Regions from separate parts of the Mus musculus genome. Here all the other regions are linked to region 1. A link is a contact called in public HiChIP or PLAC-seq and promoter capture Hi-C data. All regions are on one chromosome and are shown on one strand. The core of a region is the stretch at or near the end of the contact, and the rest is flanking DNA. Distances in the headings are between cores, read along the strand shown.

What was found. Promoter capture Hi-C pulls out the DNA fragments that hold promoters and counts their contacts. HiChIP or PLAC-seq counts read pairs in DNA pulled down with a chosen protein or histone mark.
Region 2: a contact with region 1 is called in an H3K27ac HiChIP or PLAC-seq map of large pre-B cells, with 3 times the contacts expected there. The contact joins the enhancer-like site here to the promoter of Osr2 in region 1. A contact is called at or near these places in 3 of 115 datasets of contacts at active chromatin or transcription factors (embryonic stem cells and large pre-B cells) and 1 of 9 other capture datasets (adipose tissue).
Region 3: a contact with region 1 is called in a promoter capture Hi-C map of the 3T3-L1 cell line, with 5 times the contacts expected there. The contact joins the enhancer-like site here to the promoter of Osr2 in region 1. A contact is called at or near these places in 13 of 39 promoter capture datasets (the 3T3-L1 cell line, 3T3-L1-derived adipocytes, the C10 cell line and 7 more), 3 of 15 datasets of contacts at CTCF or cohesin (the NIH/3T3 cell line, large pre-B cells and pro-B cells), 31 of 484 Hi-C or Micro-C datasets (B cells, the BV-2 cell line, CD4 T cells and 16 more), 12 of 115 datasets of contacts at active chromatin or transcription factors (the SCID.adh cell line, bone marrow-derived dendritic cells, bone marrow-derived macrophages and 7 more) and 1 of 9 other capture datasets (embryonic stem cells).
Region 4: a contact with region 1 is called in a promoter capture Hi-C map of the C10 cell line, with 2.5 times the contacts expected there. The contact joins the enhancer-like site here to the promoter of Osr2 in region 1. A contact is called at or near these places in 5 of 39 promoter capture datasets (the 3T3-L1 cell line, the C10 cell line and fetal liver), 2 of 484 Hi-C or Micro-C datasets (embryonic stem cells and nephron progenitors) and 4 of 115 datasets of contacts at active chromatin or transcription factors (all in embryonic stem cells).

Annotation. Positions count from the first base shown.
Region 1 is chr15:35,294,425-35,297,918 of GRCm38.p6, forward strand. Osr2 (odd-skipped related 2) reads left to right here and starts at 1,674. Exons shown (of 4, transcript NM_001368665.1): 1 at 1,674-2,043. It overlaps Gm52178 (a long non-coding RNA gene), which reads right to left and starts at 1,610. Exons shown (of 3, transcript XR_003951500.1): 1 at 384-1,610.
Region 2 is chr15:35,049,152-35,052,645 of GRCm38.p6, forward strand. The region is part of intron 6 of Stk3 (serine/threonine kinase 3); the gene reads right to left. Among named protein-coding and RNA genes, the nearest start is that of Stk3, 100 kb to the right of the region's middle. Within about 2 kb of position 1,695, at least 3 of the 459 cell types and tissues checked have an H3K27ac peak or open chromatin away from gene starts, as enhancers often do.
Region 3 is chr15:35,067,365-35,070,858 of GRCm38.p6, forward strand. All of the region lies in intron 6 of Stk3 (serine/threonine kinase 3), which reads right to left. Among named protein-coding and RNA genes, the nearest start is that of Stk3, 87 kb to the right of the region's middle. Within about 2 kb of position 1,972, at least 3 of the 459 cell types and tissues checked have an H3K27ac peak or open chromatin away from gene starts, as enhancers often do.
Region 4 is chr15:35,133,088-35,136,581 of GRCm38.p6, forward strand. All of the region lies in intron 1 of Stk3 (serine/threonine kinase 3), which reads right to left. Among named protein-coding and RNA genes, the nearest start is that of Stk3, 21 kb to the right of the region's middle. Within about 2 kb of position 1,879, at least 9 of the 459 cell types and tissues checked have an H3K27ac peak or open chromatin away from gene starts, as enhancers often do.

The sequences.
Region 1 (3,494 bases), core at 424-2,923:
ATGTAAAGAAAGTTCCCTCCAGTTCTCTAAATTGAGAAAGGCTGTTCGAAGGAATGAGGTGGTTGGAAAGAGGGAACCGCAGGCATCCTGGGAGCTGAGGCTCAAGACCAAGCGCTAAAATGAAAGCACCCTATGGAACTCACTCGAGAAACGGTTTTTTAAACCCCCAACTCTTCCTAGGCGTTCTCCTGCGTCCATCAAATTTATTCTGAAGTAGTTAAGCACTACAGGATACTGAACACTCCAGTCTCTGTCCCAGGCTCACTTCCTAATCCTTGCGAACCTACAATTGGTGAAGATGGCCTGCTAGTCCTGAATTACGTTTTACCAAAGAAACGAAAATTAATATTCACCTTGACAAAAATAAAACAAAAGGCTTTTACCTTAATGGGATCGTTTCCGTAGTGTCTGCCTGCCTTCCTGCTTGGTCTTTGACGATTCGGCTCGGCTCGTAGCTTTCTGCTTACACCTATCCATCTCCTCACATAGTTGAGGTTATTGTAATTGTCCTTTGAGGGGGCGACCGAAAAGCATCTTTTGGTGAAACACGTTTGAATTGTACAGTTCCTTTAAAAGATCTATGGTTCTGCAAGCACCAGCTAAAGTGTCCTCAAGTGGTTTGGGACGAGGGACAGTTTGCTTAGTTCTGTTCCGGCGGCGCGTTGCGTCTGAAAAGAAGTTGCTTCAAGTGGATCTTATCGTTCCCTGACATCCTTTTCCAGAGGGACTGTAATACCCTCTCATTTACACGCTCACAAAACTAAACCTTTAGGAGAACTAAGAAACCTAACAGTACATGTCAAATTCAATCAATTTTCCTGGCGGCTGAACAATGAACTCAATTTTTGCTGAGAATGAAGATAATGCACGTTTTGAGGCACTGGAATAGTTTTTTCCTAAAATTTAAAAAAGATTGTTCTTCACCCATTCCAGATGGGCAGGTTATTGTTTGCCAATGGATTGCAGATGCCCACTCCTTTGCCTAAGTTGGTTAACTGCTTATGAAATGTACATTAGCTGATTAAAGCTTAGATATTGAAAGAAATTTCTCCCGGAACATCCAGATGTCTCTGCACTAATTATGAAATTAGTCAATTGTCACCTTCATAAACAAACTTCGTTTTGAAAACAGGGAGGAAACCAGACTACACACATAGTCACAATTGACCAAAAGTATGGGCAGAACTGTTTTACATAGGAGGAAGGGCGGTATATGCTGGAAAACAAAATCTAAAACTGATAGCTTTGGCCCTTTGAAGCAGATGATCATATTAAAAGTGTTAAGATGTGTAAAATGACGCGACAGCTAACCGAGTAAAAGTACGAAATGCCCTTTGGACTTCTCTGCGGGCTTGGGGGAGCAAAGATCCAGTAGTCGGACTTCTATCGGTGTGAGGAAAGTGTCATCCAAAAAGAGGGGATGGGCGTTGTCTTTGTGTGAGGTTTGAATTGAGTCACCTTGGGCTCTGTGTCTGGGTTAACTGGGAAAACCTCAAGCAAACCTGCGCCTTTAAGACTCAGTTGCTATCCAAACACAAGTAAACAGAGTGGACCATTAGCGGGCGCCGGGCTTGGAGGCGGAGCCTGGGCGCTGCAGCCTTGCTCCTCTGCAGGACGCCCGCCGCGAGGGGAGGCGGGGCCGCTACTAAAGCCTTGGACTCCGGGCCAGGGGCAGCCTGGGGCGGGACGCGGGCTGGGACGGAGCTCAGCGCGCTCGCAGCCGGAGGGTGATGGCCCTGCAGGGCTGCGGGCTCCGACTTTACCCGCAGTCCGCGGTCAGAAACTGGCCCAGGCACCGGGATCTGGGCGAGCTCTGAGCACTCATCCCAACACGCTCGCTCTTTACACATCCCGCTTCCACGGACTGCCGAAGACCAATTACCGCTGTCGCTTTCGCTCCCCCAGATCATGTTCTCGGTTCCCGGGACAACGCGCCGAAAAAGAAGTTCTCCCAGTTTGGACCTCATGACCTTTCCAAGCTGTGCGTCCTGCTGTCCGGACCTAGTCTGAACCGCGCTGCCCAGGCAGACATCGGTTCTGGCGGTGAGTGTCCTTTCCAGGGCCAGGCTGTAGCCTTCCAAAGGAAGGGAGGGATGTGGGTGCTCAAGGGGCGCCCAGGTTCTCAGTCTGGAGCGCTACAAGTTCAGAAAATGAAAGGCAGCCGTGCGGACCCTAGTCCCGGGCCTCGTGTTCTGGCCTCCTCCGGTCCCTGCACGCGACTCCCAGCTAATACACTCAGTTGTACTTTTGTGCGCTGTCCCTTAGTTTGGTTTTGGTAGATTTACGCATTCGGCAAGATTTATAAAGGCCGATCATCGTACTTTGTGGCCAGATCCCATCACCCCGTGATATTGCTCCCCTGCTCTAGAAAGCGGGATCCACGCTTCCTCCTACTGCAGCTCCGGCACTCAGCACGGAAGGGCCGGGACACACGGTGCAATCAAGCCAGCGACTCCGAAGGCGCATTTCACAGGGGAATAGTCCAGTCATGGGTGATTATTTTTTCCAACCGTGTACTGGCCTCTTGCTTTTCCTCCTGCTCCGGTCTTCGCCCAGAGGCCAACAGGCAAGCTTCTCAGGAGCTGAGACGCTTGGGTTGTCGAGAAATAGCTCGGAATGGAGTCGCGGTTGTAGGAAGGAGGCAGGACAAGGTGTTTGTGGAGGCAGCAACGCTGGATCGGTCTCCCCACCTGTGAGCAGAGAACAAAAGAGTTCTGACTGCTTTCGAAGCGAAACTGGGTGCAGACAGCAACTTTCTCTGCTCCACAAATTCCAGTCTTGAACAGAACAAGAAAATGAAATGGAGAGGGAGGGAGCGGAGACAAACCCAGTTTATGCGGAGGGCGCCTTAATTTAATTAACTCTTCGGGAAGGCAGAGGCACGGGGAAGGGGCAGAAACTTCGTGCCCCCCCCCCACTTGACCAAATTCTCCTCCCCCACCATGATCGTAGATCTCTTTCTACTATAGCTCTCTGGCTTTTACACAGTTCTGCTGTGTTTGAACTGAAAATCAGCGAACATAACCATTCATCCATCTGTCATTTTACTCAGAAGCCCATACACAGGGTCTAGCAGATAACGCCGAACGATATTATTATTATTATTATTATTATTCAATGTAACATCACTATTACCAACGATTGGAGAGTCTTTATCAAATAATCAGGACCCCTGTGCTCTCCAGTGTTTTTAAAGTTTTACCAAACTGAAATTAATATGTACTTTGCTGACAGCCAGCGAAATTAAATTTTACAAATCGTCTAACATGCCTGAGAATTCCATTGAAAACCGATGAAAGAAATGTAGCTTTCTCTCCATTGAACCGTTTATGACTTTTCATGGTTTAACTTTCCTCGCAAAATTAAAGGTAACCAGTGGTCCGAAACATGCTAGTGGAGAGATGACAGCAGAGGGCCCATAGTTAGTGCCTGAGATGGAGTAAGTCCGCAGCCCCAACAAAACGAAAGTACCTTAGTTCCATGGGTTGACTTGA
Region 2 (3,494 bases), core at 445-2,944, 250 kb before region 1:
AAAAGTGGCCATCCTGGTGAAAGCAATCAGACTCAATGCAATTCCCATCAAAATTCCAAATCAATTCTTCATAGAGTTAGAAAGAGCAATCTGCAAATTCATTTGGAATAACAAAAAACCCAGGGAAAAACTATTCTCAACAATAAAAGAACTTCTGGAGGAATCACCATCCCTGACCTCAAGCTATATTACAGAGCAATAGTGATAAAAACTGTATGGTATTTGTACAGAGACAGACAGGTAGATCAATGGAATAGAATTTAAAACCCAGAAATGAATCCACATACCTATGGTCACTTTACCTTTGACAAAGGAGCTAAAACCATCCAGTGGAAAAAAGACAGGATTTTCCACAAATGGTGCTGGTTCAACTGGCAGTCAGCATGTAGAAGAATGCAAATTGATCCATTCTTATCTCCCTGTACAAAGCTCAAGTCCAAGTGGGTCAAGAACCTCCACAGAAAACCAGATACACTGAAACTTATAAAGGAGAAAGTGGGGAAGAGCCTTGAACACATGGGCACAGGGGGAAAATTCCTGAACAGAACACCATTGCTTATGTTATAAATTCAACAATAGGCAAATGGGACCTCATAAAATTGCAAAGCTTCTGTAAGGCAAAGGACACTGTCAATAGGATAAAAAGGCAACCAACAGATTGGGAAAAGATCTTTACCAATCCTACATCTGTTAGAGGGCTAATTTCAAACAACCCAGATGTCCTTCAACAGAGGAATGGATACAGAAAACGTGGTACATTTACACAATGGAGTACTACTCACCTATTAAAAATGATGAATTCATGAAATTCTTAGGCAAATGGATGGAACTAGAAAATATCATCCTGAGTGAGGTAACCCAATTGCAAAAGAACACATATAGTGTGCACTCACTGATAAATGGACATTAGCCCAAAAGATCCAAATAACCAAGATACAATTCACAGACCACATGAAGCTCAAGAAGGAAGACCAAAATGTGGGTGCTTGGGTCCTTCTTAGGAGAAGAACAAAATACTCACAGGAGCAAATATGGAGATAAAGTGTAAAGCAGAGATTGAAGGAAAGGCCACCCAGAGACACCTGGGGATTCATCTCATATACAGTTCCCAAACCCAGACACTATTGTGAATGCCAAGAAGTACATGCTGAAAGGAGCTTGATATGGCTGTGTCCTGAGAGGCCTTATAAATACCGAGACAGATGCTTGCAGTCAACCATTTGACTGAGCGCAGGGTCCCCAATAACCCTAGAGAAATGTCTAAGGGAGTTGAAGGGGTTTGCAACCCACGGGAAGAACAACAATAACAACCAACCAGTCCCCCAGGGCTTCCAGGGACTAAGCCAACAACAAAGGAGTACACATGGCTCCAGCTGCATACTTTGAAGAGGATGGCCTGGTCATGCATCAATGAGAGGAGAGGTCCTTGGTCCTCTGAAAATGTGATAGGTGCCCCAGTGTAGGGAAACTAAGGGCAGGAGGGGGGGGGGGGGTGGAGGTACACCCTAATAGAAACAAGGGGAGAGGGGGTAGGATAGAAGATTTCTGGGGGGAGGGGGAGGAAGACCTGTGAAAAGGGATAACATTTGAAATGTAAATAAAGAAAATCTCCAATTAAAAAAAGGAAAAAGAAAAAAGAAAAGGTTATGTTTCTGTTAGCTTCACTCTTTTTCTACGGGTGTCTAGAGCTGTGGCTCCAACCCCAAACCCCAATCCCTTTGGGGATGCATATCAGATATTTACATAATGGTTCATAACAGTAGCAAAATTACAGTTATGAAGTAGCAATGAAAGAATTGTATAGTTGGGGTCACCACAATATGAGGAACTGTATTAAAGGGTCACAGCATTAGAAAAGTTGGGAAATACTGCTTTTGAGAATAAACAATGACTGCTAGGAACATTCTAGGGAAAAAAAAAGCATCTTTTCCGTTTTTAATTCAAATTCTCAGCAAATGGATGGAGCAAGAAAGCATAGCTCTCCACAAAACTTGTTAAGTCCAGTCATTTTTCTCCTTTCACTGTCAGTCACTACTCTAACTTCTAATTTTCATTCTACTAAAATCGTTGCCATAAGAAAGTCAAAGTAAAATAACTCAGATATTTTATTCAAAACTTCCAGTTATGTGTCCTAAACACTTTTATTCCAAAGTGACTTCACAAACTCTGACAGATGTTTTATAATTCTGTTTAAATATTTAGTCAGTAAAAGGATGAAGGGTTTTGTTTTGTTTTTGTAGGAAAAAGACAGAATGATTTCATTCTCCTCCAAAACCAGGGTGGTCTATGGGCAATTTGGGTACCAGTAGTGTTGCCGAGGAAACAAAATGAAAACAGGTGCCATCAAATTCAAATTAAAGATTTAGTTCTATTTTAAACCACCTTAAACAATGTTTCTATAAACTTTCCAACTGACACTACTAAAAATTTGACAATATTTTATAACAAGAAAATGATTATAAATTGTCTGTAGACCATCAAATTTTAACTGTAACAAATTTAGACTGATTGGCAACACTTCCTTTAAAAAGTTCTTCCATTAAATATCCAGCATCCTTTTAAAAATTGAATGTATACAAAATTCAAAATAAAGAAACCAAGTAAGAAACTCTGAGAAGGTAAACAAAAATTTGTATATACCTGGATTGTTAGTCTCAACCCTCTTCCCTCTATTAGAATTACAAAATAAAATTGTTTTCATAAAAACACAAAAAAAAAACAAAAAGAATCTCTGCAAAGAATTTTAAAACTTAAAAATTCAAAAGAAATTTAAATCCAAACCTGTAAAAAAAAAAAAAATATATATATATATATATACACACAAAAAAAATATATATATACACACACACACACACACATACACACACACATAATGTATTTAGCAACATTAAATTAATCTCAACTTTTCCTCTTGGGCCTAACTGTTATATAATATAATGCTTAAATTTGATGAAATTTCCTCTACCAAAAAAAAAAAATCAACCTTTTGTTTCTTACTTTGATATTGAGAAGACTGTAAGTACTCTTTCAGCAGTACTTTTTATTCCTCTTGGTAGCTATTAACTATGACACTCACACGCATGTACACATACACATTTAAATAAATATAAAAGAGATTAACCATGTACGTAAATGTTTAAAAATAACTACATGGGCTCAGTGGTTAAGAGCACTAACTGTTCTTCCTGAGTTCAATTCCCAGCAACCACATGGTGGCTCACAAGCATCTGTAATGAGATGTGATGCCCTCTTCTGGAGTGTCTGAAGACAGCTACAGTGTATTTACATATAATAAATAAATAAATCTTTAAAAAAAATAAATGCTTTAATGCTATTTTCTCACCTTTCTCTACATTAGAATTTTAATTAGCATACTTTAATACATAGGATTTTACTGATATTTTCATATGTACATATAGTAATTTAGATTTTAGTCATACTCTCTAGTAATTTTAGTTACTTAATGCAGTATTAATGACAAAATCCTTTATTTC
Region 3 (3,494 bases), core at 722-3,221, 230 kb before region 1:
GAATTGTGTCCCTGACTCAAACAAATCAATAAATAAAAAGTTATTTTTAAAAACTACCCAAACACTAAAATTCAAAGGGCCAAACTGGTTAAATTCTCTGCTAAAGAAAAAGTTCATTTTACATTGTAAGTCATAGTTTACATAACTGGGCTAGTCAATAGGTCAATGAAAGGCAAGAAACAGAAAACCCTATGGCTGGGAGATGGGCAAGACACTTGCCACACAAGCATGAAGATCTGAATCCCAGGAACCCATGTGTCTTAGAACCCATGACTATCAGCCCAGGGACAGCACCACCCACCATGGGCTGCGCCCTCCCCCATTAATCACTAATTGAGAAAATGCCTTACAGCTGGATCTCATGGTGGCATTTCCTCAACTGAGGCTCCTTCCTCTCTGATGACTTTAGCTTGTGACAAGTTAACACATAAAACCAGCCAGTACACCATGTAACGTCAAACAAGTACAACTCATTTGTAATTAGAGCACCTTATATGGAGATGAGGGTCAGAGACATGAGAATCCCTGGAAGCTGTGGGCCAGCCAGCCTGGAGTAAGCAGTGTGAACAAGAGGCTGTCTCAAACCAAACAAAAGGCAAAGTGGAAAATCCAAGGTTATTCTCTGGCCTACACACACACACACACATACACACACAGAGAGACTCTCACTCAATCACTGTGGCACACAGACCAACATGTAAGGTCATAGACATAAACATACTTTTTTTTTAAAAAACTCCACTTATCACCACTAGAAAGGAAAGACAATCTATCTCTGTCTGCATGCCCATTATTTCCGTATTTCTTGCATATTATTTCCAGTAGCCACTGCAGAAGCCACCTGAGCAAAACAATGCCTTGGGTACTTGGAAGGCCCTGATTCCTCCACTGTCCTATGGACAACCAATGCAAAGTCAGGTGATGGCAGACAGTGCTTGTTTTTCCACAGCAAAGAGTTTTCTAAGAAAGAATTGTAACTAGCATTAAGTAGGAATCATTATAAGAACTTGAATCATTCATTAAAAACTAAAAGATACTGCAGAATGGTACATAACAATTCTACTTTCTTTAACATATGGGCGCATTTCTCAGACATCTCATTTGCATCTAACAAACGACTCTGTGCAGTGCACATAAGAGGGGCCATCACAGCTAATTTGCAGACAAAAAACCCCACTATGTATCTAAGAAAATGGCTACAAAAATCTGATCTCAGATCAGTCTGGGAAGTTAGGACACTAAGAAGTAGTGTGCTTATTACATGTGGTTGGTAAGGCCTTAAGCCTATTAAGAATGGTCAAAGGACACAAGATGGCTAAACTGTTCAGGGCACTTACAGTCTAACGAATGACCTAAGTTTGATCCCTGAGTTCAAATCTTGGTTTTGCTACTGACAGGTTAAGTAATAAACAAGCTACCTAGTGATATTTTAACAATTTCAAATGTATTTTTTCCCACTGGAAAATTCTAGTTAGGGACTTTTGTTTTCACTCTCAGAAGGTTCTTTTATCCTACCCACCCCCCAACACACACACAACCATTGATAACTATATGAGACTGTACAGATCACTAATTTTATTATTTCATTATTAGCTTTATTAACTACCCACCCTGAACAGTAGTTTCATATTCTATGTTACAAATGGCAAAATACATAAAGCACTTCTTGTGTTTCATGTATTCATTAGTGTAAGAAAAAGCACTGATTGCAATCAAAGCAAAGATAACTCTGTTTTCAAGAGTCTGATGGAAAACCAAAAACCAAGTGAATACGGTCATTTCAAAGAAAGAGTAAGGATTCAGGTTTTGGAAATCTATCCTCTGCATGATTTGGCTCCTTCTCAACATGCACTTTGGTACTCAAGTTGTGAAATAGCTCACCGCACAAGAAAGATTAAAGACTATTTACATAGCAACTTAAAGCCATATTGTAGTGGGTTGATCTGCTGCTGCTTGTATTCTAGTGCAAATACTGGTTCCTCACGATGTGGTTGATTCACATACTCAAGTGATGCGATGTGAACCTTTCTCCCAGTTCAACTGGTCAATAAAAGGCTAAAGCCTGTGGTTGGACAATGGAGAGAGAACAGGGGAATGGGAGGGTCCACAAGAGGTTGCAGGTAGAGTGATTAAAAAAGAAGACAGAGGAGGAGCAAACTGCCATGAGCCAGAACCGTGTGGCCAGGAGAAACAGCAAGTAACAAGGAGCTTTATGGCTGGGGAATATGTTAGCACAGCCTTAGGTTTGCCCAATCTAGGCATATCGCTTATAAATAAAATATCTGGATTATGTGTCTTTTATGTGAGCTCATTAGGATTGTAAATTCCAACTACAACAATTTACATTTGGGAATGCCTAAGGTCACTAGCCAAAGAAAATATGCAAATTATGAGGAGAAAAACCAAACTCTATATAGAGTGCAGTTGTAGAGGAAGACCTCATACTTCTAAATAAAGTCTGAGGGGATAGAGATATGGATGAGTGCTGGCTGCTCTTCCAGGTTTGGTTCCTAGCATCCACGTGGAAGCTCCCAACTATCTATGCCTCCAATGTCAGGGGATCTGATACCCTGGACCAACCTCTGTGGGCAACACACACGACAGACACATACACAGGCAAAACACCATGCACACTGAACAAACAAACAAACAAAACCTAAGTTGGGACTTGAAAACCCAGCAGAAGTCAAAATGATAGAAAAAGAGACCAAGGCATCTGTGGTGCTTTGAATAAAAATGGCATCCATAGGTCCACAGGGAGTGACACAGTTAAGAGGAATGGTCTTGTTGGAGAAGGTATAACTTTGTTAGAGAAAGCACATCACTAGAGCACAAGCTTTGAGGTCTCAGAAGCTCAAGCCAAACCTAATTATCAATATCTCTTCTTGCTGCCTGCCATTCCAGATATAGAACTCCAGAAACCTCTCCAGCACCCTACTGGCAACACACTGCCATACTTCTGTGTACTTAAATCTCTTCCTTTATAAAAGTTGCCTTGGTGTCTCTTCACAGCAACAGAACAATGACTAAGACAGTATCCTAGAAAGATGTTTGCAATAGAGCATATCTAAAGGATTCTTTAAAAAGAAATAATTTGTACTATTTTATAAGCATGAATTCAAACTCAAGTGAATTTTAAGATCATTAAAACAGGGGTCACAGACTACAGTTCCTTTCAATCTGGTAGAGAGGCTGTAACATAGCCAAATTTAATGCGTGTACTGGCTGGTTTTATGTGTCAACTTGACACAGGCTGGGGTTATCACAGAGAAAGGAGCTTCAGTTGAGGAAATGCCTCCATGAGATCCAGCTGTGGGGTATTTTCTTAATTAGTGATCAAGGGGGAAAGGCCTCTTGTGGGTGGGACCAGCTCTGGGCTGGTAGTCTTGGTTCTATAAGAGAGCAGGCTGAGCAAGCCAGGGGAAGCAAGCCAGTAAAGAACATCCCTCCATGGCCTCTGCATCAGCTCCTGCTTCCTGACCTGCTTGAGTTCC
Region 4 (3,494 bases), core at 629-3,128, 160 kb before region 1:
TTTTATCTAGATTGGTTTAGTATTTTGAAGTAGGATCTCACTATATGGCCTTGGCTAGCCTGGAAGCTGGTGTGTATACCAGGAAAGCCTTGAATCTAAAGCACTTAGATTTTCTTGCCTCTGCTCCAATGCTAGGATCACAGGCGTGCACTACCATGCCTAGAAAATGCATTTCTTCACTGACTGAGGAAAATGTCTTAAACTGTATTTCATATTAAAATAAAATAAAACTTAGTTTCAATAATTCAAAAAAAATCATTCCATATAATGGAAGGGGGTGGGGTTCTTCTATAGATTGAATAAAATGACCAGAGCAAGCAGGAATAGTAAAAAACGGTATACATTCACTAACCTTGTTCCTGTGGTTAAATTGTACTACTGTAGTCTTCCTTTACCAAGGAAAGTTAGTTCTAGACTGAATTTTTAATATGGGTTTAATTATAAAATCAGCACTGAAAAACTAACCCATGGATCTGTTTCGTTCAACAGATACCTATGGAGTTTGTGGGTAAACAGCCCAGTCCCTGGGGTAATGCAAAGAACTGAAAAACAAGCCTTAGCAACTGAGAGGGTCCTACTCTAGTACAAAAGAAAAAACACTAAAACTAAGTGAAACACAATAATGAACATTAGGGGGCTGGAGAGATAGGTCAGTGGTCAGAAATGCTCGCTACTCTGAGGACCCAAATTTGGTTCCCAGCGCCCATATCAAACTGCTCATTCCTGCCTAAGATACAGCCGCAGAGAACCCAGTGCACTATAACCCCGGCAGGCAGACCCACACGCATTTGTCCACTAACACAGAGAACCATACATCCACAAATAAGATGTAAATTAAAAAGGAAGATAAGTGCATTAGGCAGACCTGGCAAGTGGCTCTGTAGGGAAAGATAGCTGCAGCCAGGTCTGATGACATTAGTGCAATCTCCCAGAACCCACAATCAGAAGAGAGAACCGAGTGCTGCAGGTTGTCCTAAGGTCTCCATTTATATGTTGTACAAGCATGAGCACATGCAAACACATGCACACACACACACACACACACACACACAATCAATCAATCAATAAATAAATAAAATGAAATTTAAAATTAAAGAAAGCACTTTGGAATGTAATTACTAGGCACTTTCTGGCACTGTACTACTGCAGTGAGAAGTGGTTTTACTTCTCATTTATACTTACTGAATATTTATAGTCTTTCAGGTAATTACTCGGGAATTAGACCAGAAAACTAAAGCTTATGTGATTTACTCAATTACCTTGGGAATAAATGCAAAAGAGAATCAAACCAAAGTCTCTCTAACGTATAATAGTGTTAGGAAACTATTAAATAAAATGCAAACAATAATTTTATTAATTCTGGCATGAAGTGAGAGATGTTTCTTAAGGATATCCATTTATAAATATTCACAAAAGAGTCTATCATCAGATCCACTTGAGCAAGTTTAAGTGACTTGGTGTGTTGTGTTTTGACCTCGGTGCTGAGTACTGAAGGAACTTAGGCAAGCTCTGAAGTTGCAACAAGGCCAGGATATACTAGAGATAACCAGATGTCGGGAGGCAAGCGTAAGAACATAAGCAACAGAAAGCAAGGGTACTTGGCGTCATCAGAACCCAATTCTCCCACCATAGCAAGTCCTGGATACCCCAACACACCAGAAAAGCAAGATTCAGATCTAAAATCACTTCTCATGATGATAATAGAGGGCTTTAAGAAGGACATAAATAACTCCAGTAAAGAAATACAGAAGAGCACAGGTAAACAACTAGAGGCCCTTAAAGAGGAAACACAAAAACCAAACCAAACAAATGAAAGTATTCTACAAAGTACCCAAATCATGAGTCACTGCCACACACTCCTCCGTGCTATCTGTTTATAAAGAGCATGAAGTAGAGAATAAGAGAATGTAGTGACACAGGTCTTAAAACACGTGATCCAGCAGCCACACTACTGAGCATGTACACAAGGAAAACAAAGCCAGTGCTCTGCGCTCTCATTCCTTATATCACTATGTACAATCACCAATACACAGAAATAACCTAACTAGTAAACACATAAAGAAAGGTAATGTCACTCTAAAGACAATGCCATTTCACCATGGAGAAGCATGAAATCTGCCATGTGCACGAAGAGGGATGAAACTGGACACCACTAGGAACTGAAAGGGTCAATGTAGGGGAGGGGACCGTGACAGAAAACTTGGTAAGGTCGACTGGATTCAGAAACCCCGGCACCCACCTGAGGACAGTAGGTGTTTCATCTACTACAGAAAAACCTACTCAAGATTCCTGGCCTGGAACATGTGACCATGACTCCTCACATAAAGAACTGGCAACTGGTCACATAGCACAGAACACAAGAGTTCTCCATGCTAATGAGGTATCTAGATGGGCCCTGAGGGTTTAGCCAAAAGCCTCCCTTCCTGAACATTCCTTCCTCAAAAGGTATTTAATCTCTGGTCCACCCTAATGAAACTGTATTCTACACAATGAACAATCAATAAACAGTTTGGAACCAAGGACTGTCTCTCTCATCAAGAACCGACGTGGGGGAAAGCCTTCACCATATAGAGCCACTTAGGCACTCTGTCTGGACTCCTCCCCAACAGTTAACTGGCAACAGCCAGGTTTGCTCCGCCCCACAGTTAGCAACAACCAGGTAGGCCTGGCCCACTATAAAAGGGGCTGCTTGCCCCTTCTCCTCTCTTACTCTCTTGTTCTCTTACTCTCTTGCCCCTTGCTCCCCCACTCTCCCCACCCTAATCCCCCCTCTCTCCACATAGTCATGGCCAGCCTCTACTTCTCGACTCTCTCCTTCTCTCTGCCTTTCTCTGCCCCTACTACTCTCTTAACTCCCCTCCCCATGCCCTAAATAAACTCTATTCTATACTATACAGTCTTGTGGCTGGTTCCTCAGGGGAAGAGATGCCTAGGCATGGACCCACAGAGACATTCCCTTCCCCCATACCTCACCACATCATCTTAGAACATATCTTAATTGCGCTTTATCTTTTTACAATCACAACATTGCTTAAGTATCCTGCAGAAGGCCCCTCTGCGCTCCCAGACACTCTCCACGAAGCAAAGCTGGAGTCCCCCCACAACCCCATCCCCACCAGGACTCCTCTTCACCAGCCTGCACCCCCTTTCCCGATTCCTTGAACTTCCAAGCAGCGTCTGGGTGTCCAGGAGTTAAGAAACATCAGCTTTGGCCTCAGCCTACATAGTTTCTCACCCAGGCTAGGGGTCCCCAATGTAGGCTGTGTTCTCCCACCCCTGAGCAGTGCACTGGCACTTCCTGCAAGTCCAACACCTGATGTCAGTGTAGGGTGAAATGCAGACTAGCTCCCTGAGTTCCCTCTGCCCAAGCGGAGTTCACACACCACAGCAGCAAGACAACACAAAACCACATCTGGCGCCAAGCAAAGGCAAACCCAGCTAACGCTTACCATAGCTGGCAACCCACACAGACCCACATCATAACTCCCGATTAA